3 separate regions of the Mus musculus genome follow, and all the other regions are linked to region 1. A link is a contact called in public HiChIP or PLAC-seq data. All regions are on one chromosome and are shown on one strand. Each heading gives the region's core, a stretch centred on a gene start, on an enhancer-like site or on the middle of the called end of the contact. The rest is flanking DNA. Distances are from core to core; before and after follow the strand shown. Region 1 holds the start of Ndufa10 (NADH:ubiquinone oxidoreductase subunit A10). Region 2 overlaps Hdac4 (histone deacetylase 4). Region 3 overlaps Hdac4 (histone deacetylase 4).

The links. HiChIP or PLAC-seq counts read pairs in DNA pulled down with a chosen protein or histone mark.
Region 2: a contact with region 1 is called in an H3K27ac HiChIP or PLAC-seq map of regulatory T cell precursor, with 4 times the contacts expected there. The contact joins the enhancer-like site here to the promoter of Ndufa10 in region 1. A contact is called at or near these places in 8 of 39 promoter capture datasets (the 3T3-L1 cell line, the C10 cell line, the SN4741 cell line and 5 more), 6 of 115 datasets of contacts at active chromatin or transcription factors (the NIH/3T3 cell line, bone marrow-derived macrophages, effector CD8 T cells and 3 more) and 3 of 9 other capture datasets (adipose tissue, liver and pancreatic islet).
Region 3: an H3K4me3 HiChIP or PLAC-seq map of bone marrow-derived macrophages shows a contact between it and region 1, with 6 times the contacts expected there. The contact joins the enhancer-like site here to the promoter of Ndufa10 in region 1. A contact is called at or near these places in 15 of 39 promoter capture datasets (the 3T3-L1 cell line, 3T3-L1-derived adipocytes, the HPC-7 cell line and 10 more), 1 of 484 Hi-C or Micro-C datasets (natural killer cells), 6 of 115 datasets of contacts at active chromatin or transcription factors (astrocytes, bone marrow-derived macrophages, effector CD8 T cells and 2 more) and 1 of 9 other capture datasets (adipose tissue).

Annotation. Positions count from the first base shown.
Region 1 is chr1:92,471,799-92,475,141 of GRCm38.p6, reverse strand. Ndufa10 (NADH:ubiquinone oxidoreductase subunit A10) reads left to right here and starts at 1,384. Exons shown (of 10, transcript NM_024197.1): 1 at 1,384-1,479. The coding sequence starts at 1,405.
Region 2 is chr1:92,129,118-92,132,236 of GRCm38.p6, reverse strand. The region is part of intron 2 of Hdac4 (histone deacetylase 4); the gene reads left to right. Among named protein-coding and RNA genes, the nearest start is that of Hdac4, 50 kb to the left of the region's middle. Within about 2 kb of position 1,691, at least 154 of the 459 cell types and tissues checked have an H3K27ac peak or open chromatin away from gene starts, as enhancers often do. A contact at or near this core is called in the NIH/3T3 cell line, the SN4741 cell line, adipose tissue and 2 more, where this site is marked.
Region 3 is chr1:92,078,679-92,082,164 of GRCm38.p6, reverse strand. The region is part of intron 2 of Hdac4 (histone deacetylase 4); the gene reads left to right. Among named protein-coding and RNA genes, the nearest start is that of Hdac4, 100 kb to the left of the region's middle. Within about 2 kb of position 1,909, at least 97 of the 459 cell types and tissues checked have an H3K27ac peak or open chromatin away from gene starts, as enhancers often do. A contact at or near this core is called in the HPC-7 cell line, bone marrow-derived macrophages, effector CD8 T cells and 3 more, where this site is marked.

The sequences.
Region 1 (3,343 bases), core at 135-2,634:
TTTGTTGGAGCATATGTGTTCTTTTATTTTAAATGAATATTGAATTTTGTCAAATGCTTTCCCTGAACCAAGCAATCTGATCACACATAATTATTTTGGTTAGTTTGTTTTTTATATCAGTTGATTTTAGGATGACATCCCATTGCTTGTGGTGCACCACTCATTTCATGTGTTGCTGGATTCAATTTGCTGAGATACTGATATATGGAGGTCTTACATTTTTGTACTGTCTTTGACAGTTATGGCAGCATAACATGCGATAGTAAGCATTATCGCTTCTGTTTTCTGGAGGAGACTGTACATATTTAGTATCATATATTTATGTATAAAGTAAAATTCTTCAGTAAAACATACGTGCTTGGGAAATTTCTCTTTTGGGGTTGAGTGATTTTTGAATTACACTGGAGGGGAGTAGGGAAATGAGATAATGATCAGGATTCAAAAGAAATGAGGAGAGGTTTCCCCTTCCCGTATTCAATGTACTGTAAGGATACAGGACTTTCTAGAAATCCAGAAATGCGGGGGAGGTTTTGTGTTAACTACATGGAAAGTGGTCCAAACCCAACCCAGAACTCCTCATTGTCTTGGGGATCCTCTCCCTATCAGCACTTTCCTGGCTTCTGCGCACTGCACTCTTCCACCTCAGAGGCTCTTGGAGCTGAAGAGCTTTCCAGGAGGTGACTATAAAGTCGGCAGCTGTGGAAATGAGGCAGGGTGATCTGCACTGGAGATATATGGTGGTGCCAGGTCTGTGGCCACCTCAGCTCTTAGCACTACAAAAGCTCAGAACTGCTAGGTCGTGAATTGGTTGCCCCCACAGGGCTCAAGCTGATGACAGGTCCTTCTCTCAGAAACCTAGGCAGGGAGAATGTGACGCCCCTAGAACTCAGATGGGGAATGGACTCTCTCCTCAGCGACCAGAAGGGCGGGGAGCGGATCCTCCCTACAGAACTCAAACAGAAAGTGGGTCTACGTTTGGGCGTGGAGCAGGGAGACAGCACAGATTCTGGGGAGCGAGAGGATTCACCCCACAGAACACCTGGGAGTGGGGGGTCACACTTTTGTCACACAACTCAAGCATCTGCGAGAACCCGAGCTCAAAGCTGGGAGCCTCAAGGCCCAGGCAGGACTTCTAGCCCTTTGCCACTTTCATACTATAACTTGTCTAGGATCTAGGCGCGCTCCTCGCCCAAACAATCTAAGCTCAAGCAACTAGAGCGTCGACAAGCCTAAGCTCCGCCCCTTCCCTCTGGCCCCGCCCCGTCCCAGTTCCGGAATATTTTCTTTTTTCGACAGGCGCCGCGAACACTCAGTGGTGACGTCATGGCAGCGCGCCGCGGACGAGCTAGGACCCCGTCGCGTTCATGTCCCTCTGGTCCTTGAGCCGGCGCAGACGGCGAAGTCATGGCCTTGAGGTTGCTGAGACTCGTCCCGGCGTCGGCTCCCGCGCGCGGCCTCGCGGCCGGAGCCCAGCGCGTGGTGAGCGGCGGGTGGCTCTCCTTGCTTGGATCTCGGCCTGTCGGCTCCGAGCCCTGACGCTCCGGCGGCGTCTGTCAGACCCGTGAGCCGCGAGCTCCTGAGGCCTCCGCTCACAGCACCGGTGCAGCGGGACTCACTTTCCCGGCTGCATACGGAGAGCCGAGATGCCGGAGCTCCGGAGCCTGGGCCCGCATGCTCATCGGTTCAGAAACTGCTTTGTGGAACGCCTTGTAGACTCTGGGGTGACGTGATGTGGAGCAGCAACAGAGATTTGGGGTAGATTGGGGAGGATTAGGACCTTTTAGGGTGCATGCAGAATAATGGGTGACAGTAGGTGCTTAGGGGACCGTGGCTGGAAACAGGACACGTCTTATGACGGCATCATAACTTCTTTGCTTTATAGTAGCTAGAACTACATAGGTGGTAAATCGGAAAGGGGTTGACAGTCATGCTAAGGATTTTTATTTTGAACAGGAGTGATCTGTGTGTGAAAGAGGTATAGATGTGAACCAGAGAGAGACGAGGTGTGTGTGAATGTGAGCCTGGATCGGCACTGTCAGCCTAAGCCCCACTATGAATTAGCACTGTCAGCTTAAGCCTATTAGGATCGCAGTGGAGCACAGCAGCAAGAGCACAGAGCATATTCACAATCCACTCTTGACCTTGACCCTCAGAGACCACACTCCTTCCCCTGTATCTTCACATCACCCTCTTCAGTGAAGTCGTTTCATATATTCACATGTCGGAAGTTCAGTCACACCCCGTTCCACCCTAAGCTTTTCATGCATTGAGTTCATTCTTTATGCTGTGAAGTTTTATTGTTTTGCACAATGAGCAATATTATATTTTGGACTTTACAATACACACAGAGTAGTTCACAGCCCTAAAAAAAAAAAAATCTATTGTCCTTAATATTCATTTATTTCCCACCCTGTCAACTCCTGACAGCCACTGTGCTTTTGATGATTTTTGTCATTTTGCCTATGCTAGACTCGTGTAATCAGTCACACATATTACCTGACACAGTGCTTTCTTTTTTTACATAGACTTTGACAGTTACACTTAGAATTTATTTGTGGGGCTGCACAGCTGTTAAGAGTACTTGTTTCTCTTTTAACACACACACACACACACACACACACACACGTACACAATCTAGACAATATTTCTTAAGCCAGATGTTGTGGTGCACACCTTTAATCCCAACATGAGACAGGCAGATCTATGAATTCTCGGACAGCCTGGTATACAGGGAGTTCCAGACCAGCCAGGGCTACATAGCAAGACTCTTGTCTCAAATCCAGCCCCCAAAAACAGCAGGGGTGGGGGAAGACTCACTGTGTCTTTATGGCCTTTTTAGTCATTCCCTTTAATTCCATAGTTTGGTTATACTGCCATTTATCCATTTACCTATTGAAGATCATCTTGGTAGTTTCCCCATAAGGCAATTGTGAAAAAGCTGATTTAAGTATTCATGCAAAGCCGGGCATGGTGGCACACACCTTTAATCCCAGCACTTGGGAGGCAGAGGCAGGTGGATTTCTGAGTTCGAGGCCAGCCTGGTCTACAGAGTAAGTTCGAGGACAGCCAGGACTACACAGAGAAACCCTGTCTCGAAAAACCAAAAAAAAAAAAAAAAAAGTATGCATGCAAATTTCTTGTGGGAATGTTTCCTATCATTGGGTGATGTGTTTGCTGGTTTGTTAGTGAGGCTGTAGTTTTATAACCATCTGTCTTCTACCGACCATCCCATTTGCACTCCTTAGCAGTACAGAGCATCCTGCTGTATGGGTGCTGACGTGGGTGCTGGAAGTCATTTGCATTTATGAGCATCCAGTGAGCATACACACACACACAGCACATC
Region 2 (3,119 bases), core at 442-2,941, 340 kb after region 1:
CTTGACAATCCTGGTGTTCCAAAGCCTGCAGACACTTATATCTGTAACAGTTTAAATTTTATCCTTGACCAGAGGGTGGCTTGGTATAACTCCAGTTGCTGTAGACCATAGTGGAAGTTCAGGTCTTAGTTACCAGGGCCAGTTATCCTGTTTTTCAGTCTAATGACACAGGTATGCTGTTTGACTACTCTTCAGGGCCCCTGTTCTGCACTGTCCAGACGGCTTTGTTCTCTGTGTTCCATGCTTTATAGGATGCCATGAAATGGAGTGGGCTGAGTTGTATCTGAAGCCGTGAGCCACTCTTATAACTCTTATTCAGATCTTTTACGAGGTGATTTTTGCTGTACCTTGTAAGTGATGTGATGCTTGCCTGCCCGACTTCCCATCCAGTCCTCTTAGCATGAGTGAAGAGTCCTTTCAGGAGTTTCCTTGAGAGGTAGTTTGGAAGGAGGTGGTATGGTGGCTATCAGGTTGTGGGGGGCCAGGCACAGACTACTTGTTGGGCAGTGGAAGTGTGACTCAAGTCCTTTGTCCTGTGGGGCCAGGGTGTGTTAAAGACCTTAGTTCTTGGTCCTAGGATCTCCCCTATTCTCATACACTGATTGTAATCAAGGACCAAAAGGCTACAATAAACCAGAGGCTGGCAGATGGATGGTTTGGCGCTCTCACACTTGAGATGGAGTGCAAAATGGCTTCTCTAGAGTAATTTTTTTTTTTGAGATAGAATGCTAGAAGCATATTTATCTTTTGTAAGGAGTAATCCATGCATTTGATGTAACATGCTGAGTATCATTAACCATGCATTTGATGTGACTTGGTTGTAAATAGTTAGATATGCATTTGATATAACTCGCTGTGTATACTGAACCATGCATTTGAAGTGGCATAGCTATGCATAGTTAGCCATGTATTTGATATGACAGGGCTGTATATAGTTAAGCATACATGTGATGTGATGTGGCTTTGCATGGCTAGCCATGTGTTTGATGTCACATGGTTGTATGTAGTTGACCATGCATTTGATGTCACATGGCACCTGGGGTGTACAAAGAGGATGGTAGCAGAAAAAGCCTCGCTTGTGCACACATCCCATCCTGGGAGGAGGCTGCTGCTGCTGCAAAGGCTACATCTCTCACATTCCAACTTTCTCATCTTTAGGTTGTCTCCTGATTTGCAAACTTTAAAATCCAGTTCTTGAGAAAGGGATAATAGCAATAGATTACAAGATCAGAGGCATCTAGTCATTTCTATAGACACCCCAACCATGGAGTGTGCACACTGGTGGGGCCTTGCAGACGCCATCTGAAGGGGGCCTCTGGGAGAAGATTGGCTCTGGGGCAGGCCACTGGATACTGTGGCCAGCCACAGCAGAGCCAGGCATTGTGGCAGGACCTCCCCAGCCTGGGCCTGGGCCTGATTTACCAGCCTGGAGCTGCTTGGAAGACTTGGGTGTGCTGCTCCCAGAGGAGGAGTGGCTCCGCTTACACACTCAGCCTCAGGCCTGTAGCCCAGGCCAAGTGGTTTCTTAAAAAGAATTCTTCCTCCCCTGATTAATTTCTGGCATGCAGTGCTTGGGAGCTCTTGCGTCAGTAAATCGTCACGAACCCTCAGTCGTCTGGATCAGACATAAACACCAGGCCCAGCTCCACCACCCCTGACATCCTGCCAAGCCTACTTGCCCTCAAAGCCTCAGGACAGGCAGCTGCAGAAAGAGAGGCAGGGACTATTGCTGCTCAAAGTCCTCTCAGAGAGTGCCTAACTGCCCTGCATGCCGTGCTCGTGGGCCAGGATGCTAGGCTCAGATGTGACTTATTTATGGGACTGTGTGCTGTTTCTCCCCTGACATTCCAGACACATCCACTGGGTATTTTACTCTTTGGGAACAGTTACTGCCTTCCGTTGGCATTCTGTTTGAGTTTATAAAGGTCCCTGTGTGAGATTCACCTTGTGGTTTTAGCATCAGGGGAGTCTAGAGAGTGAGTATGTTTCCTGCTGTCTGGACAGAACTTTCTGAAGTCTGAGGAATTCAGTGAACTCCCCATCAGGCCTTCTCACCCATAGGTGAGGCCGTCTCTCCTCTTGTCTCCTTCCTCCCCTCTGTCTAAGACACACTTTTCGTCTTGGCGTGTAATATCAGAAGAGGCCAGAACAGGTGAAGTTTCACCAGAGCTTCTTCAGACTCCTGGAAAACGACTTGTAACTGCTGTCCTGCAGTCAGTGGGAGACACAAACATTAGGGCTTCCTAGGGTATCTTTAGGGAACATGTGTGGCTGTAGCCTCTGTAATCCAGCTGTTGTAGATACTAAGGGGTGATATTGGGGGCCCTGGCCATATTTTATGGTTGTGTCAGGCCATGCTGTGTTTGAGACAGAGTTCCTTAGAGGCTCCAGAGGCAGAGTTACAAGTGTAGTGTTGAGTGAGGTCTTGCCCAGGTAGCCTGTGCAGAACATGTTATCAGGGTCTTTCATTATTTTCTTCTAATTTTCCACCTCTACATCCTTGCCACAGTTTAAGGAAGATTTATGAATGAAAAGTAAATCTAGGGTGTAAGCAATACTAACATATGTGATGCTAAAGACAGAGTGACCTGTTTTAGCCATAGTGTCCCTTGGTGGGTTCTAGGGCTCTGCCATGGTGGAGCTAGAGTTCAACGCTTCCCATAACATCTGAACTATATGCTAGGCATGGCCGCTTTCCCCCTGACCCCAGGTAGTGGAAGAATGCTTATTAGGCTCAAGCTCGCTTGTTAATGTCATTTGTTCCCTAAGCCTTATGCCTTTCTGGGAATGTACAGCTTCTGCTGCAGGTGTGGTGAGGCCCCATGGCTGGGACAAATGTTCAGGTGCAGCTGAGAGAACAGAGCCAAGCAGGGCTCAGCTTATGAGACCCCAGGTCCCTGTGGCTTCTGGGGGTTCTACAGTCTCTGGTTTTGAAACATGTTTAGTATAGGCAGTTAATCAGTCATCATAGGCTTTTCCTGGAAGTGTGTGTGTGTGTATGTGTGTGTGTGTGTGTGTGTGTGTGTGTGGTGGGGGGTACTATTGCAGGTGATGTGGTCTCAGTGGTTCCTTGAGCCTGGGAAAGTCTTGGGTCTGTGTGCTTCTCTTAGGAATGAGAG
Region 3 (3,486 bases), core at 660-3,159, 390 kb after region 1:
ATCCTGTGCCTTAAACCCATAGGGAGCTATGACAGTAGCCTGCTCATGTGAGGACAGCTCCGCTGAGGCTGAAGGATATCTTTCTCTCCTTCATTTGGGGAAACTGAGGCACTGCAGGTCAGAGTTCACAGAAATCAGTGCTGAGCTGGAATGCTTTGAAGTGGTACCTTGTCAGTGCCAGGAAATGGGACCTGGCCCTTTCCACATCTGCAGATGGTACCTTTTGTTCAGTAACCCTGCACACAGATAGAAGCTGCATGTAGGTCTGTAAGGCTTCATCTCTCAGTAATTTGATGGGTCCATGGAGAGTGTTTTCTAGCAGTGTTTTCTCCCAAGTGTTCACCTGGAATAAGCCTATTTTAAGCTCAAGTGTGAAAATAATTGTCCTTTATTTCTGATTATGAGATGGCTTGGTTGGTAAGGGACATTGCTAGCGAGATCGATGACCTGGGTTTGGTTCCAGAATTCATGTGGTGCAAATAGAAAACCTATTCCACCAAGTTGTTTTCTGACTTTCACATGTATGCTGTCCTTAAATGTGAAAACACACACACACACACACACACACACATGTCTGTACGTATGTACGTATGTACGTGTATGCGTGAACTAAAAGGAAAGCTAACACAATTCTATTCTATACTCTGTTAATGGGGATCTGGACATGAGGCATCTTTAGATCTCTGAGGCAGGGGCTTGCTGGGGGCTCTCCTATGCAATTGTTCCTACCCAGCCAGGCCCAAGAGCCCCAGGGTAGCCCATATAAAAGGCCCCCCCTTCTTCCTAGAATCTTCCCCCTTTTCTTCCTTGGTCTTACTGCTCTTGGTTAAGCATGGATTAAAAGGCTGAAAAGGTCATTCTGATATGGAGGAGTATCAGACCCTCTTTTTTGACAGGCAAGGTAAGCCACTTCCATGTTCACTTTCTGACCATCTCCCTCTGCTTACCTCTTGGTCCTTCTGAGGGCAGGGGCTTGTCAACACAAACCTAGAGTGACTGTGGGATGGCTGGGGACAGTGAACAAAGAGGAGGTTCTGGTTCCCTCATTTGGTAGTTCAGAACTGGATGGGGCAAGGGGGATGTGTCCTCTCTTGATGACTCTCCTTACCCTTCACTTGGGCTGCCTATCCATTACCCTTTTCAGTCACAAGGTACCCTTGAGAAAGCCTGTCCTTCCTAATCACCCTAGTTCTTGGTTGGCTGGCTCCATTGGAGGCACAGCGTGGACACTGCTTTTCCGAGTGTTCATCCTTAGGCTTTCTCCGTCTCTGCACTCACTCTTGTTAGATTCCAAGGAAGAGCTGAGCAATAAAAGTCACAACTGAACATCACTCGCCTTCAAAATCATTCCTGATTCTTTTAGTAAGCTTCCTTCAACTGAATTTAGACCAGAGTTAAAGAAAGTTAGTTATGCATGGAATTCAACTGTAGCTTGTAGTTTGATGTAAAGTGTGTTTAAAATGCTAGGTGACATTTGTCTTTTCAGGAAAATGCTTCCATTCTTAGATATGACATTTGAAGGGCATGTGTCAGGAATATGGTGAATCGAATGACTGTATGAAATCCAAAAGTGGGCACAGTGGGAAAAGAACCAGAGATAGTGCTGCTCCTTGGCCCCAGGCACAGCACCGCCCTGGGCCTCTTCCCTGTTTGTTCTCTGCCAGTTGCAGGGAAGCAGTTGTAGTACGAACTCCTGGTAATTCAGTCTACAGGCTCTTCCAGAGGCGCTGGGGCCTGCCCTGGCCTCCAGTGCTCACACCTCCTAAGCCTGCCAGCATTCATCACGATGAAGGGTTACAAGCTGTGGTTTGGCATTTCCGGTCTGTGGCTAGTTTCTTGTGTGTTCAACTCTGTAGCTGTGCAGGGCTTTTCTCGGAACAGTTACAGATTTTTTTAGTTTTTATTTTAGTTTTTACTGAGTTCACTGTGCCCTGTAGTGTTGTGAAGGTCTTCACTGGATGGGTTTGTCCCTTGGTTGGGACTGTGCGTTTCCGACTTACTTGTAGGCCTGTGTAGGATGTGACGTGCAGTTCAGGTGAGGTTTTCATGGTTATAGATTGGAGTTTATGAAGCATGATTCTAGGCACGTGGACATGGTAGATGGGAGCAGAGACCAACTGGCTTCCCCAGGTTTTAGAGGTGAATCCCTAGCGGTGAATGAAACAAGTGTCACATGGAGGAGAGGTGGCCCTAGAAGTTGCTCCAGGCCTCCTGCCTTAGAGCACTGCTGTGTCCCCATTGTGCTCAGAAGGCCTAGGACAGTGTCCTATGCCCTACCTGTGGCCTTCGGTACTACTGCTCTGTGGTAGGTTGAGCTGGTTGCCAGCTGAGCACAACTTGGGTAATAGGACCAGAAGTGTCAAGCAGGATGACAATGTTCTTGCTGTGGGGACATTATGTAGGGGATGGGAGAGAAACAGCATTTTTCTTGTTTCACTGCTACAGCCTTCCTGGACTAGCTGGTCCAATACTGTGGTCAGTGCTAGCCCATCCATAACATTTAGCATACTAATAGATGTTCTCGGTCATGTGAACATGCACCCCAGCGCCTGGGTTATTCCTCTTTGCTGCTGCCTCTTGTATTGTTGAAGCTCTGGTTGAGCAGGAGAGCATGGGAAGGATTGGGCTACATCTCTCTGGAATCTAGGAATGAGGTGCATGGGAGCCCAGAAAATGAAGGGCCTATGGGAGCATATATGGTTGCTGAGGCCTTATTGGAGAGGCCAAGAGACTCTTGTTTCACCTCTGCAGCTTCATTTAGGCAGTTAGAGTCCAGGTCTAAATCAGGAGCTTTTGGAGTCCAGAGGCTTCCCTTGATACCAGGGCAGGACTGGAGCTGATGATAGGGGTTTCCCAGTCCTATTACTTGTGCTTTCTCTGCTCTGTTGGGAACTTCAGACTGGTTCTTCGTAGCTCCTCTGTCACTCCTCCAATTGTATAGATTTCAGCAACTTGGATACTTTTCTGAAGTGGCTATCACCAGGATTGTGGATGCTCCTTCCAAGAACTCACCATTCTGTGAAATGGTCACTTTTTCATCAAGGAACCCCTTTGTCATCAGAGACAGGTACCCGAGAGGCAGTGGCTTGGGTCCTGAATGTTAGTTACCATATCCCCTGTGGCTGTGCCCTCCCTACATAGGACAGACATCCCACCCAGGCTAACCTGCCAGCTGCTTCCTTCACTACTTAGGACCCCCAAGTGCCACACTGGGTGCTACTCAAGCAGTTTCTGTCCAGGTACTCTGTTAGATAATAGGAACTCTGGAGTTTTAGGGTTACTATCCTTTTTTTAAATTATTATTACACATTTTCCTCAATTACATTTCCAATGCTATCCCAAAAGTCCCCCATACCCTCCCCCCCCCCCCACTTCCCTACCCACCCAGTCCCATTTTTTTGGCCCTGGCGTTCCCCTGTTACCGGGGCATATAAAGTTTGTGTGTCCAATGGGCCTCTCTTTCCAGTGATGGCCGACTAGGCCATC